Regions from separate parts of the Danio rerio genome. Here region 2 is linked to region 1. The links are chromatin contacts, called in public Micro-C maps. All regions are on one chromosome and are shown on one strand. The core of a region is the stretch at or near the end of the contact, and the rest is flanking DNA. Distances in the headings are between cores, read along the strand shown.

What was found. A called contact is a pair of places that touch in the nucleus more often than the background predicts.
Region 2: a contact with region 1 is called in a Micro-C map of caudal fin, with 5 times the contacts expected there. The contact joins the enhancer-like site here to the promoter of trip6 in region 1. A contact is called at or near these places in 3 of 18 Hi-C or Micro-C datasets (caudal fin, embryo and hematopoietic stem cells) and 1 of 4 datasets of contacts at active chromatin or transcription factors (caudal fin).

What each region holds. Positions count from the first base shown.
Region 1 is chr7:20,034,812-20,040,792 of GRCz12tu, forward strand. trip6 (thyroid hormone receptor interactor 6) reads right to left here and starts at 1,289. Exons shown (of 15, transcript XM_073908313.1): 1 at 1,231-1,289. acap1 (ArfGAP with coiled-coil, ankyrin repeat and PH domains 1) reads right to left here. Exons shown (of 24, transcript NM_001080579.1): 24 at 1,957-2,674. The coding sequence ends at 2,580.
Region 2 is chr7:20,110,498-20,116,532 of GRCz12tu, forward strand. All of the region lies in intron 7 of agfg2 (ArfGAP with FG repeats 2), which reads left to right. It also overlaps a transcript of acap1 not described here. Among named protein-coding and RNA genes, the nearest start is that of si:ch73-335l21.1, 14 kb to the right of the region's middle. Within about 2 kb of position 2,659, at least 7 of the 62 cell types and tissues checked have an H3K27ac peak or open chromatin away from gene starts, as enhancers often do. A contact at or near this core is called in caudal fin, where this site is marked.

The DNA.
Region 1 (5,981 bases), core at 39-2,538:
GGAAGAGCACTATTTACTTGTTTTGTTATTAGACTACATAAAAATTAGATCAGATAAAAGGAGTGCTAAAAACAGAAACACTTCCATGCATATAAACTCATTCATAAACAACAACACAGTCTACAAACTGTGACATATAGACAGTCTACATAAGTTTTGCGTGGCTAAAATAGTTTTAAAACATACTCGTCTTAAAGAAATACATCCGTGGTGTCACCCTTCAGATCATTGTTTTGAACTGCATAACGTCATTTCCCTCCAGCGTACAAAAGTAATTCCGATATTAATTCAGGGTTTAGAAAAGTTTTGATTCTGCATTTTTGGCAGAAGCCCTTTCAGAAACATTCTTTCTTTTCATTCATACAAGGCCACGTTGGTCTTTCAGAAAGAAGTTCAGGTTGATGCAGAGTTTGCCAGATGACGTCTCTCTGTTAGCTGTAGATTCTACACGTGTACGAGCGAGTGACATACGTCTGCTTAAAGAGGCTGCGCTAAAATTACAATTTGTTGACAGTTTGAGATACCTGTCTTAATTGAGATATTTGTCAGGCCGACATTTTGTATGTTGTGGCTGGAAGGGCATCCGCTGCGTAAAAACGTGCTGGATAAGTTGGTGGTTCATTCCACTGTGGCGACCCCAGATTAATAAAGGGACTAAGCCAACAAAAAAATGAATGAATGAATGAATACTGCATGGGTTTAAAAAGCTAAATTGTTTTCTGATATCTACATAGTAGGTTAAAGGCTTCGGTAAGCTCAAAAAATATACAGAAGCGGTTTAATAAGCTAATTAATTACTCAAAAAATGTCCAGAGAATCAGAAGGCCCATGATTGACCATATATGGCTCGTGTCGTGAATATTATTGAGCTCAGCTCTGACTTAGCAAACGCTCAGCAGGATGTACGCTGAACACGGACCGTTATAAACCCAATCAGAGTAAAGTTAACCTGTTTTGCTCTGGATAAAAGCTAACTAATAATAAAACTTGCTAACAGAGAGTGATAGAGATGTATCTTGTTGTATTTTTAAGCTATATTCAAAGAAAACACAGCCGAAACAGATGACAGTTGAGCTGAGTGATTTGACACGATTCACCAGTCTACAGTGTCTGTTGAAACAAACGCATTAAATTTCACAATAATCATGATAAATTACCAAAAGATGTAACAAAACATACCATATGGCTCTTTGGAGTGGAAATGAAAAATGTATAATCTGTAAATCTTGCCTTTTGCGTCCCTGAGGCCAGTTTTTAACGTGCCTCGTGCTGTTGTTGCCCAGTAACGCACAGTAAATAAACTGCCGCATGTTTTTAAAATAAAAGTCCCAGAAACGTAGTAGGTGAAAAGCACGCTTACAAATAACTAAGGGACGAAAATTTTCATTATTGTCTCACTAGAAACACAGATTTTCATAATAGGCCACCTTTAAAACAAACATGGGTTCTTGAAAGGACTTCAATTTAAAGTTTATGGTGTTAATTCAACAAATGTACTGTGCTGCTGTCAAAAACTGAACAAAAAAAATAGAATTTTTTTATTTAAAAACATTACATTTAAGTCTTGTAAAAAAAAAACAATGAAATAAAGCTCTTTTTATCAATATTTCAGAAACCCATTTAAATATTACTAGTATTGCATTCAACAAATTTCAATAAATTCCTTTGAACATGATTGTTTAAAATGGTCAACATTTTTAAGTGACATTCAAAACATCATTAATATGACATTTTTTTAATGTAAATAAGTACATGAATGAGTTTTATGGTGGTGCACATGCTAGTTGTGTGAATTACAGGATCTTGATCTAAAAATTGAATCTGATGTTCATGAATGTGTGGGAACCCTGACTACACTAAACATTTGAATGGTTTAGCATTCATATAAGTCATTGCAAAATCCTTGTTGTCCTAGTTGACCAGTGGCATAGCTTAAAAATACAAGTGAGTCATTTATTATATGAATCATTTATTTAGTTACATATTATACCATTTCATGGTATTTCAATTAACAATGTGGCGTACAAAATACACCAATTAACCAATTTCAAACATATTTTGGTCTTATATAAAGAAAAAAACTGAAATAAAATTATACTGGAGACCCAAGCAGACAGGGCTCTCTCACCCAAAGGAACATTTACATTCAAGTTGCAATAACACTGTGGCTCACAATATGGTGAATGAAAAGATGCGCATCAAATCATTTGAATAAGGTTAATTTCAATGCTGTTTAAATTAAAAACATACTCCACCATTTTTCTTAGCTTTGCTCCACTTGTTGCTTTCATCGCTTCTGATGTGTAAACTTACTCAAATGATGAAGGTCAAAGCGAAGTAGCCTAATAACGACTGTGCCTGAAAAAATAACTGACCTAAACTAAGCCTAAGCTGGGATAAATATGCTAAAACCCAGATATTTAGACCCACGCTCATGTAGGCCAGATAAACCAAATGAAGCAGCGTTTCATAAGAGGTGTTTACTGTGGAATGTGGGAACTTCATTGGGTCTGCTGGAGCCTACGTGTGTGTGTGTGTGTGTGTATTGATGAAACACTGACATCTGCTGCTCAGCCGCTTTATTTCATATCGGCACTACGGCGCTTCAGCTTCTCCGGGTTGTTGGAGGCCATTTGGGAGAAATCCCTGAAGATATCGTGATAGGTGTCATCACCTGCAGAACGAAATCATGGAGAAAGAGGTAAAGGGATTATTAGTTGAAGGTTGTCAAGGGAAAACCAAGCATAAGTCTGCAGACCAATCTTCCCGCCAAAACACATATGACGCATTACAATCATAGAGAGGGTAAACACAAAATGGAGAAATTTAAGAGACATGTTTGCTTTTTTTTACCTGAGCTACTTTTAATTTGAGAGCAGAGTTTTAGGACATTTTGATTAGAAATGGAAAGGATGCAAGGCAAATGTATGGAAGCCTAAAAGGGTCAGAATTCATCTGTATTGTACAACTGTTTCATACTGTAAAATCATTGTCTCTATAAAATAATATGGAAGGTAATCAGGGCAAGTCTCTTTCAAATAAAGTTGACTATCCCATGATTAGTATGACTGTCTGTGTGTCAATCACAACAGCCAATGAAATCGGTGTAATTTAGTCCATATTTGCATATGATGCACATATTTAAACATCAGACATTATATATTCCCTTCCATAAAAACTGTTGCCCCACATTGGACAGCCAAATGCTTACAAATGAAACATACTGTCACATTCCATTTTCATAATGGCATGGCAAAGTTTGTAAGGCGCTACTACAGAACTGATCAATTCGGACTCTTACAGCTTTCCATATGTTTAGTTTGCATCTTTTACAGCATCTCTTGTATGACATAATGGCTGCGCCTGAAATCACTTACATCCATGCTATATAGTACTTAAAAAATTGATAGACCTAAAGTATCCGGATGACTTTCTGTGAGATTCTGAAGTGCGTATTCAATGAACAATTTACTGTCAGGCAATGTCATGCGAGAGAATTTATCTATGTGATAATAACCAACTGACAGATACGTCTGAAATCCATTTACTATGCTCATATTCATATCAAGAACATACTTTCTTAATGGCCATGAAGTAAATTCAACAGGATTTAGGCACAGCTAGTGTTTTTTCAGCCAATGATATGCTTCCGGTGAAAGGTTTATGTGACTATTTTAAATTTCATCAGGTTCCTTTAACAGCATCGATGTTGTAATGTTATCAAAATACAACCAGTTAAACAGATTTAAGCATTCATTTAATTGTTCAAGCGTAAAACTAGATGAAAGACTGTGTAAATGTTAACGCCGTCAGTAGCTGCACGCTAGCACTAAAAACTCCTTTGAAAAATACTGGGGTAACATTAATGTTCATATTTTAAAGACATAGCGCGGAAAAGAATTTATGGAGTGCTTCTTCCGGTCTGAGACCCACTTTATATCGTATATTTCTCAGGCAGTGAAGATCACTCATTTTTAAAGAAATCGGACCTTAAATGTGTCGATATTGTAATGGAAACACAATTTTCACTGGAAGCGCTGAGGCTGACTAACTGAAAATGAAAAGTCCATGTGCATATATCCCATTAAATATGGTAGGCTACCTACTTTAGTGGTATGTGACTCTCGATGAAGCTCATGTTCTAAAACTGCTGCTCTCAAGTTAAAATTAGTTCCATAAAAACGAACACCTCAACATGAATAAACAGCATGTCTTTGCATATTAAAACTGACTGCTGTTTAATTATTGCATACTATTAAGAAATATACGTACTGAAAAGATTCATGTAAAAATAAAATTAAAACAACAACCAGTGAAAATAAAATTTCTCTCACAACAAAGACAAAGACAATGGCACCATAATCCCAAGTGGAAAGAGAGCAATTTTTGCATAAAGCGTTTCCCCATTCATCATTGGAGGTTGAATAAAGGCATGCTGAAATAAAGCCAGAATAAAAACACAACACAAATATTTCCATATTAACTGTTTTCTGCCCAGGGAAAACCTTTATAAAGACCCACCAGGCTTTAATGCATTCAAACCAATAAAACTGGTAATGCTGCCTGTTACTTTCATATTCATGATTCATCTGCTTATATATATATATATATATATATATATATATATATATATATATATATATATATATATATATATATATATATATATATATAATAAACTGAAAACTTAATGTGGCCTGTTTATCATAATTTCCCTCATCCATGATGTATTTTCTTTATAAAGGTTATTCACTACCATTCACAACAAGAACAATAACCATAAGGATGATTGGCTGCACTTTATTTTACAGTATGTGTATTTACAGTGTACTTACATACTGTTTTATATAAGATAACAACATGGGCTAAGGTTAGGTATAGGGTTATGTTAAGGGACATAATCTATATTTCACACTGTTATTGTAATGAAATTGATAAGTGCATAGTATGTACAGACATAATAGGACTGTAAAATAAAGTGCTTCCATATTATTATAACTATATTAGCATCTACACCAATCGACAACATTGTCGCCTGAATCACAGTTGCACATTTGCAATTGTACATACATGCTCAAGCTGTGGCGATCAATAGTTTGACAACTTGATTCCGCATCAATGCAGAAATTTCTCTTGAGTGGATTTTGAGTTTACTTTTACAACAGCAGATGGCACTGTAGGCTAGTTTTTAATCATACACTCAAACGCTAAAGAGAAAGAGCACTTGGACTTTCATTCAGTAAAGTCTAGATAGGATACACGGCCAGCCGGACATGTGAGTTGATAAGATATGCACGACAATGTTTAATATTTTTACAGTACTGTGACGGTTGGGTTTAGGGTTGGGGTGGGGGTAGGCATTAACAAAATACAATTTTTAGGGTAATTTAATAAATAACATAAATAATACTCAGTACAACTATGGTTTTTACAGTAGTGTGACACTTGGGTTTAGGGTTAGGAATGGGATCGGGGTAGACGGAAATTTAATAAATAATATAAATAATTCTGGTTTACTTCTGGCCACAACCGTATCTGATCTAGCAACAACCCTTTTATTCAACGAGTCATGCAAATTGGCTTTTATGGCAGAAAATTAATGTAAACACAGCGCACTTTTAACACTCTTGTGATTCCCTTTCCTCGCTTTATTAAAAATGATTTTAGGTTCAAGTGGTATACGTAAGGAATTGGATGCAAGCACAGATTGTCTCTTTGTAAGGCATACAGTGCCCTTCACCGTTAAAACCCAAGCTCAGAATCGATTCAAGAGAGACTAGTGATGTTTTTTTGAACATTTCTGAATTGACGCACAATTTGTAACAGCAGCTGTTACGCATACATATAGTGGTACGGTAGCAGGATTACCTGTAGCAGGCAGTGCAGAGGACACACACTGCAAGCGGTAGACACCTGGCCACCCGTCTCAGGACACACACACACACACACACAAACACACACAAACACAGACAGCAAAAACT
Region 2 (6,035 bases), core at 1,409-3,908, 77 kb after region 1:
TTAATTTAAAACAAGTTTTAACAGATTTCTAAAAAAAAAAAATGTAAAGATAGATGATATTAAATTTGCATTTTCACAAAATCTTTTCACATTTTTTATTCAAAATTGTCATTATGTATATAACCGTAATATAAAACTTTTGTAAACACTTAAAATAGTAAAATAGTATAGTAAGCAATTTTACAAAATGGCTGGAAATAGTTTTTGGTACATCAAAAAATGTGGTTATAATAACCATAATCCAGCAAAAATTAGGTCTTAAAATGTCACTAAAATGCAATATTTATACCTCATAATTAAATAGAAAATCAGGCGAATAACTGCAAAAAGTTTCAGTTTTTCAGGAAAAATTTAACCACCCTTTTCAATAAGCTGGCTACAGGCCTGATCGTGCAATGTTAAAAAAAATGTTTCTCTAAGAATGTTTCTTTATCATTAACTGATAGAGAGAGTTTAATAAAGACGTCAGTTTATTTGAACTATATTGCAAACTTGTCTCATATGTATTATGCCCTAGACAGGCTGTATTTTTTCTGACATAGTATGTACATAAATAGACAATAAATAAGTAAAAATACACACATCACACACACATAAAGACACTCATATAATCAGTCATTTTAGGTATTCAAAATCAGTCACAGATGTCATTTAGTCTCATTAAAATGAAAAGTTTTTACAAGAAGAAAGAAGAGGGGGAATCCCTTTTTTCAAACAAGAATTATAATTAAATATAAATATCTTAGTGAACTTTATTTCTGTTACTCAAGTTTGATCATCTTAACTCATATTTCGTATCAGGATGTAATGTTTAAGTGTTATGGACATGCAGGAGACTACACGTCTTGTTGAGTAGTGCAGTAACCTTTCTGAAGTGACTGAACAGGCAGAAAAATCCTATCAACTTACATCAAAGGAGGCAGATGTGCCACAGCTAGATACAAGAATATCTGCAGAGGCCCCTTAGGGGAAATGGGGATGGGATAAAGTGAGATTGGAGGAAATATGAAATTGGAGGTCTCAGAAAACTTTTGCACTCTCAGAAACTTTGCATTTGTACCCAAAGTATTTCTTTTTCTTCATAAAAGTCATGTTTTCCTTCACAAAATCAGTGGGTTCTCTTGTAAAAGAAGGTTTGCATATTCTTGCTAGAATACTGTTTCTCTCAGGAAAGACCTTACAACAGTTTGGCACTATGCCAAGAAAGTTTGTTTTCTAGCAAAAGTATTCCACTTCCCCCGGACCAAGAATGTTAGTGTCTTGGTATTACTTTTCCCTGAGAAAGTTTGCATTCCCTCACAAATTATTGCATTTTATTAAGAAAGTTTTGTTTTCTCTGAAAGTATTAGTTTGACCAAAAATGTTTAGTAAAAATGTTGTTTTCCCCCTGAGAAAGTTTGTGTTGTGTTGTGTTGTGTTGTAAAAATGCCGTGTTCTACTGCCTCTCCATCCCAAGAAAGTTTTGTTTCTCCAGTGAAGTTTGAAATCTCTTGTAAAAACATTTTCACCAGAGAAAGTGTTCGTTTTCTTGTACAAATGTTATATTTTCTCTTGAGAAAGTTTGGGTTCCCTCACAAATGTAATGCATCACTCAAAAAACAACCACATTCCCCAGAGGAACTGTGGACTCAATAATTTTTCTCTCTCTTTTCAAAGTATTTTGCTCACAAACAAAGTTTTGTTACGTTTCTCAGAGGAATGTAAAAGTTTTGTTAACGACACTTGCAAATATCCACGTAACACAACGGAAATGTTTCAAGGGGACTCAAAACCATGACTGACCCTGCTGAGATATGAATGTGTTATTACGTGCAACACTTGTGCTGTCAAATTGATGAAGATTGTTTCTTTATTTCCTAGTGTTTTTTGTAATTGCATGTGCTTTCTTAAATTAGATTGTGTTAAGCTCTCTCGGCCACCGTAGAAACTACTCCCTCTATCACTCACCTTTCTTTGGCTTATTCCCTGCTTTATCAAGGACCACCACGGCAGAATGAACAGCTTATCAGAAAGAGAATCTATTGAAATACGATGTTTGCTACCAACTTATAATTTCAGCTTGACCCTTTAAAAGATTAATAAATATAATAAAGACTTTGTTTTAGTTGAACCAGTAAGCAGCTACTTAGCAACCAACAAGAATACCCTTGTAACCACTAAACAAGAGTTTTTTAGGAACTGCATGAAGCATGAAGCAATCACTCTAGCATTGCCTCAGCAAGTTCTAACAGATGCTGCATATTTCACAAATATAATGAGCAACAACACAAACGCATTTAAAGAGAGCTTTTCTTTTCTGGTTTAGGTCGCACTCTTTCAACTGGGGGTGGGGCTCCATTCAGAGCCTTCCCTAAATCGATGAGTTTGGATTTCGGGGGGTTAAGCCACGCCCACAATGCTCTCAGTTCTGCTGCTCCGCCCCCTGCCTCTCAGGACAAGTATGCAGCCTTATCACACCTTGATAAAGTGTTCTCGGAGAGCACACCTGTCACAGGTAGGGATATATGAATGGTTGTGCCTATTATTATAAAATTATAGGTCATAAAATTCATAACAAACGAAATATCAAGCAATATAAATCTGTTCATAGCATTTGGTTTAACTGAGGACCTCAGTACAGCGTTAACAAGCCCTTCTATCACTCTGTAGCCATTACAACAGCTCCCTCTGATGGACCTCCTCAGTACAGCACCCTCTTTGGTAACCGACTATCATCCAGTTCCACCCCTGCAAGGTAAAACTTTAAACATCATCACATGAGTCTAAATAAATTCGTAGAAAGATATCCTCCAACCACACTACTGTTAAGATGTTTGCTAAGGGTTTATAGATTCATTTTTTAATTCTCATTGTTCTTCATACAGTCAGTTACAGTATTTTCTGTTGTTTTCAGCTCCCCAGGGGTTCCAGAGGCCACATCTGGATCTCAGACATTTACAAGTGAGCAACTGCAAGCATTATTTTGTAGTTTAAGGGATCACATGTTAAAAAAAGGTAACAGAAAGTCAATCTTTATACGTCATCATTCTACTTCAAACTGATAGGTTGTCAGCAAAACATTTTTAATTAGTTAAAATAACAAATCTGTAACCATTGACTTCAATAGTATTTGTTTTTCCTACTATGAAAGTCAATGGTTACAGGTTTTCTGCTTTCTTCAAGATATCTTTTTTAGTGTTCAGCAGAAAAGTCTGAAATATGTAAAGGGTGAGTAAATGATGACAGGATTTTCATTTTTGGGTGAACTATCCCTTTTAGTACAAATCTGAAGTATGCTTAAATTTTCACATAAGCATATATTTTACACTGAATGACAATGGAAAATTCATTCATTGTCCTTTGGCTTAAGGCTGATTTATACTTCTGCGTCAAGCACACGCGTATGCTCCGGGGCAGCCCTCGACTGAGAGTTGCGCAAACCCTTTGGACCGATAGTTTACAAGTGTCGAGTCTTGTGAAGGATCTCAAGGTGGAAACTGTTGTTTTGTGTTTACCTTATAATTAAAGTTGTTTCACGTCCACTGGTTCCCAGCTCAAAGTGAGCGAGTTTAAGCTACTTCTACATTAAGGTAGCGTTCAGAAAAAACAAAACACCAGCGAAGAAACTCAACACAGAGGAACATTAACACCTCACTGCCAGTTAGCATTTCAGAAGTGTTATTGCAGAGCAACACAAACTGCGCGCAAAACTTTCCAGCTGGACCTCCTTCACGGGACTTGACACTTCTAAACACTCACTTCATCGGGCTTGCACGGCTCTGGGTCCCACCCACACTCATCAGTGATACCAAGCTGACCAATCACAGTGCTTGCACTCTGCGTTGTTGCGACATGTAGTTACACCAGTTAAACCAGGCTTTGGTTCTTGATTGTCAGGGGTCATCACAGTGGAATAAACCGGCAACTATTTTGGCTTATGTTTTATGCAGCAGATGCCATTCCAGCCACAGCCCAGTACTGGGAAACACACATACACACTCAATCTCACACACTCATACACTGCGGCCAATTTAGTTCAACCATTTGTTCTACTTATACTGCATGTCTTTGGACTGTGGGGGAAACCGGAGCACCCAGAGGAAACCCACATGCAAACTCCACACAGGAGTACATGCAAACTCCACACAAAAATGCCAACTGACCTGGCCAGAACTTGAACCAGCTACTTTTTTGCTGTGAGGCGACAGTGCTAACCACTGAGCCACTGTGCCGCTACAAGGGAAAATTATTTCACTCAATGTTTTGAGATTTTAGACAGTTTATTTGGATTTTATATACTTTCTATATTTATCAAATGGCTTTGGTTCATTTAATTTGATGTGAACCCCAAAATGTGATGTTTCGTCTTTGACCCATAGTTATTGTTTTTGATGTAAACTGGCCTTCTTTTGTGTGTGAACAAGTAATAATAGATGTAAAACCCCATATTCAAACTGATCCACTTTCCCAGTGTTTTTAAACAGAACTTAAGCTGTTTTTATAGTTTGGGTGTGACACACAACATCTGGACGATCTTACAGCGTGACCTCAGGAAATCCCTGAGATGCAAACATGTGTAAAATCACAATAATTAAGTCAAAACAGGGAATGGATCCAAAGAACAATTTGTGCTAATGAGAGACCTTCTGCAGTGTGCGACACATAACACTTTTTCTTCTCTCTCTGATTCAGATTTCCCAAACCCGTTCAACTCCACAGCCAGTTGTGCTCAGCCTGTTCTTTCTCCTAGTAACCCCTTCAAAAGCACAACCTCAGGTACAAGTTTTTTTATTTGTAAAAAAAGAATAACTGCCGTACAGATTAATGCTAGTCTTTGGAAAGTGATGTTTTCTAAACGAAAAATGTTTTGGGATCTGTTTTAATATTATATACGTTTTTTCATCAATAGACTGAAGTCTCTTAACTGTGTACTGCATGATGTATGTGTGATTTCTTTATCTCAGATTTAGTAAGTTTTATATTTACTATTGATATGCATGGATATTTCCCTCTGAAATTCCGTGCAGCAAGGGTCAGACTCAGCATTTATCTGACTGCTGGACACAAGCGCATATTTGTGTATTGTGAAGGATACATTTTTTACAATGCTATAAATCTGACAGAGCGTGCTAGGCTTAAAAGGAACTTAATCCATAAAGCAATGAATCTGATAATTGGATATGCTGGTGTTCCCGTGCGGAACTATTGCAAGGCCTTATGCTTAATAAATCACACAGAAATGCTTACTCCCATAAATGCTGTAAGCCTAGTGGTAGATCTCAAAGCCAACGCAAGCAGTGATGTCATTCTGGTAAAACTCCAACGCAAAGAGAGTGGTTTGTTGAATTTATTGTTGGCTGAAGACCAGTTGTCAGAGGAAATAATACTTTGTCTAGCACATTGACCATGATGTCTAGAACACAGAGTTCAATGCTCATGTCGAATATACAATCTGTCCTTTATGTCCAATGCAAAACTAAAAATCTGTCACATAACACCTGTTTGTGTGTATATAAAGATTTCATAGAAATAGACAGAAGAATGGACAGACAGATGGACAAATAGATAGATGTGGCTGGAAGGAAGGATGGATCAATAGATGGATGGATGGATGGATGGATAGATGGATGAGTAGATATATAGTTAGATTGATAGATGGATGGACACATGGATAGATAGATCGATGGATGGATGGATGGATGGGTGGGTAGGTAGATGGATGGATATGTGGGTGGGTGGGTAGGTAGATGGATGGATATGTGGGTGGGTAGGTGTGTAGATGGATGGATATGTGGGTGGGTGGGTAGATGGATGGATTTGGGTAGATGGGTAGATGGATAGATCGGTGAGTGGGTGGGTAGACGGATGGATGGATGGGTGGGTGGGTCGGATGGATGGATGGATTGATGGGTGGGTGGGTAGATAAATGGATGGATGGATGGGTAGATGGATGGATGGATAGGTGGGTGGGTAGATGGATGGATGGACGGGTGGGTGGATGGATGGGTGGATGGATGGATGGGTGGGTGGGTGGGGGGTGGATGGATGGATGGGTG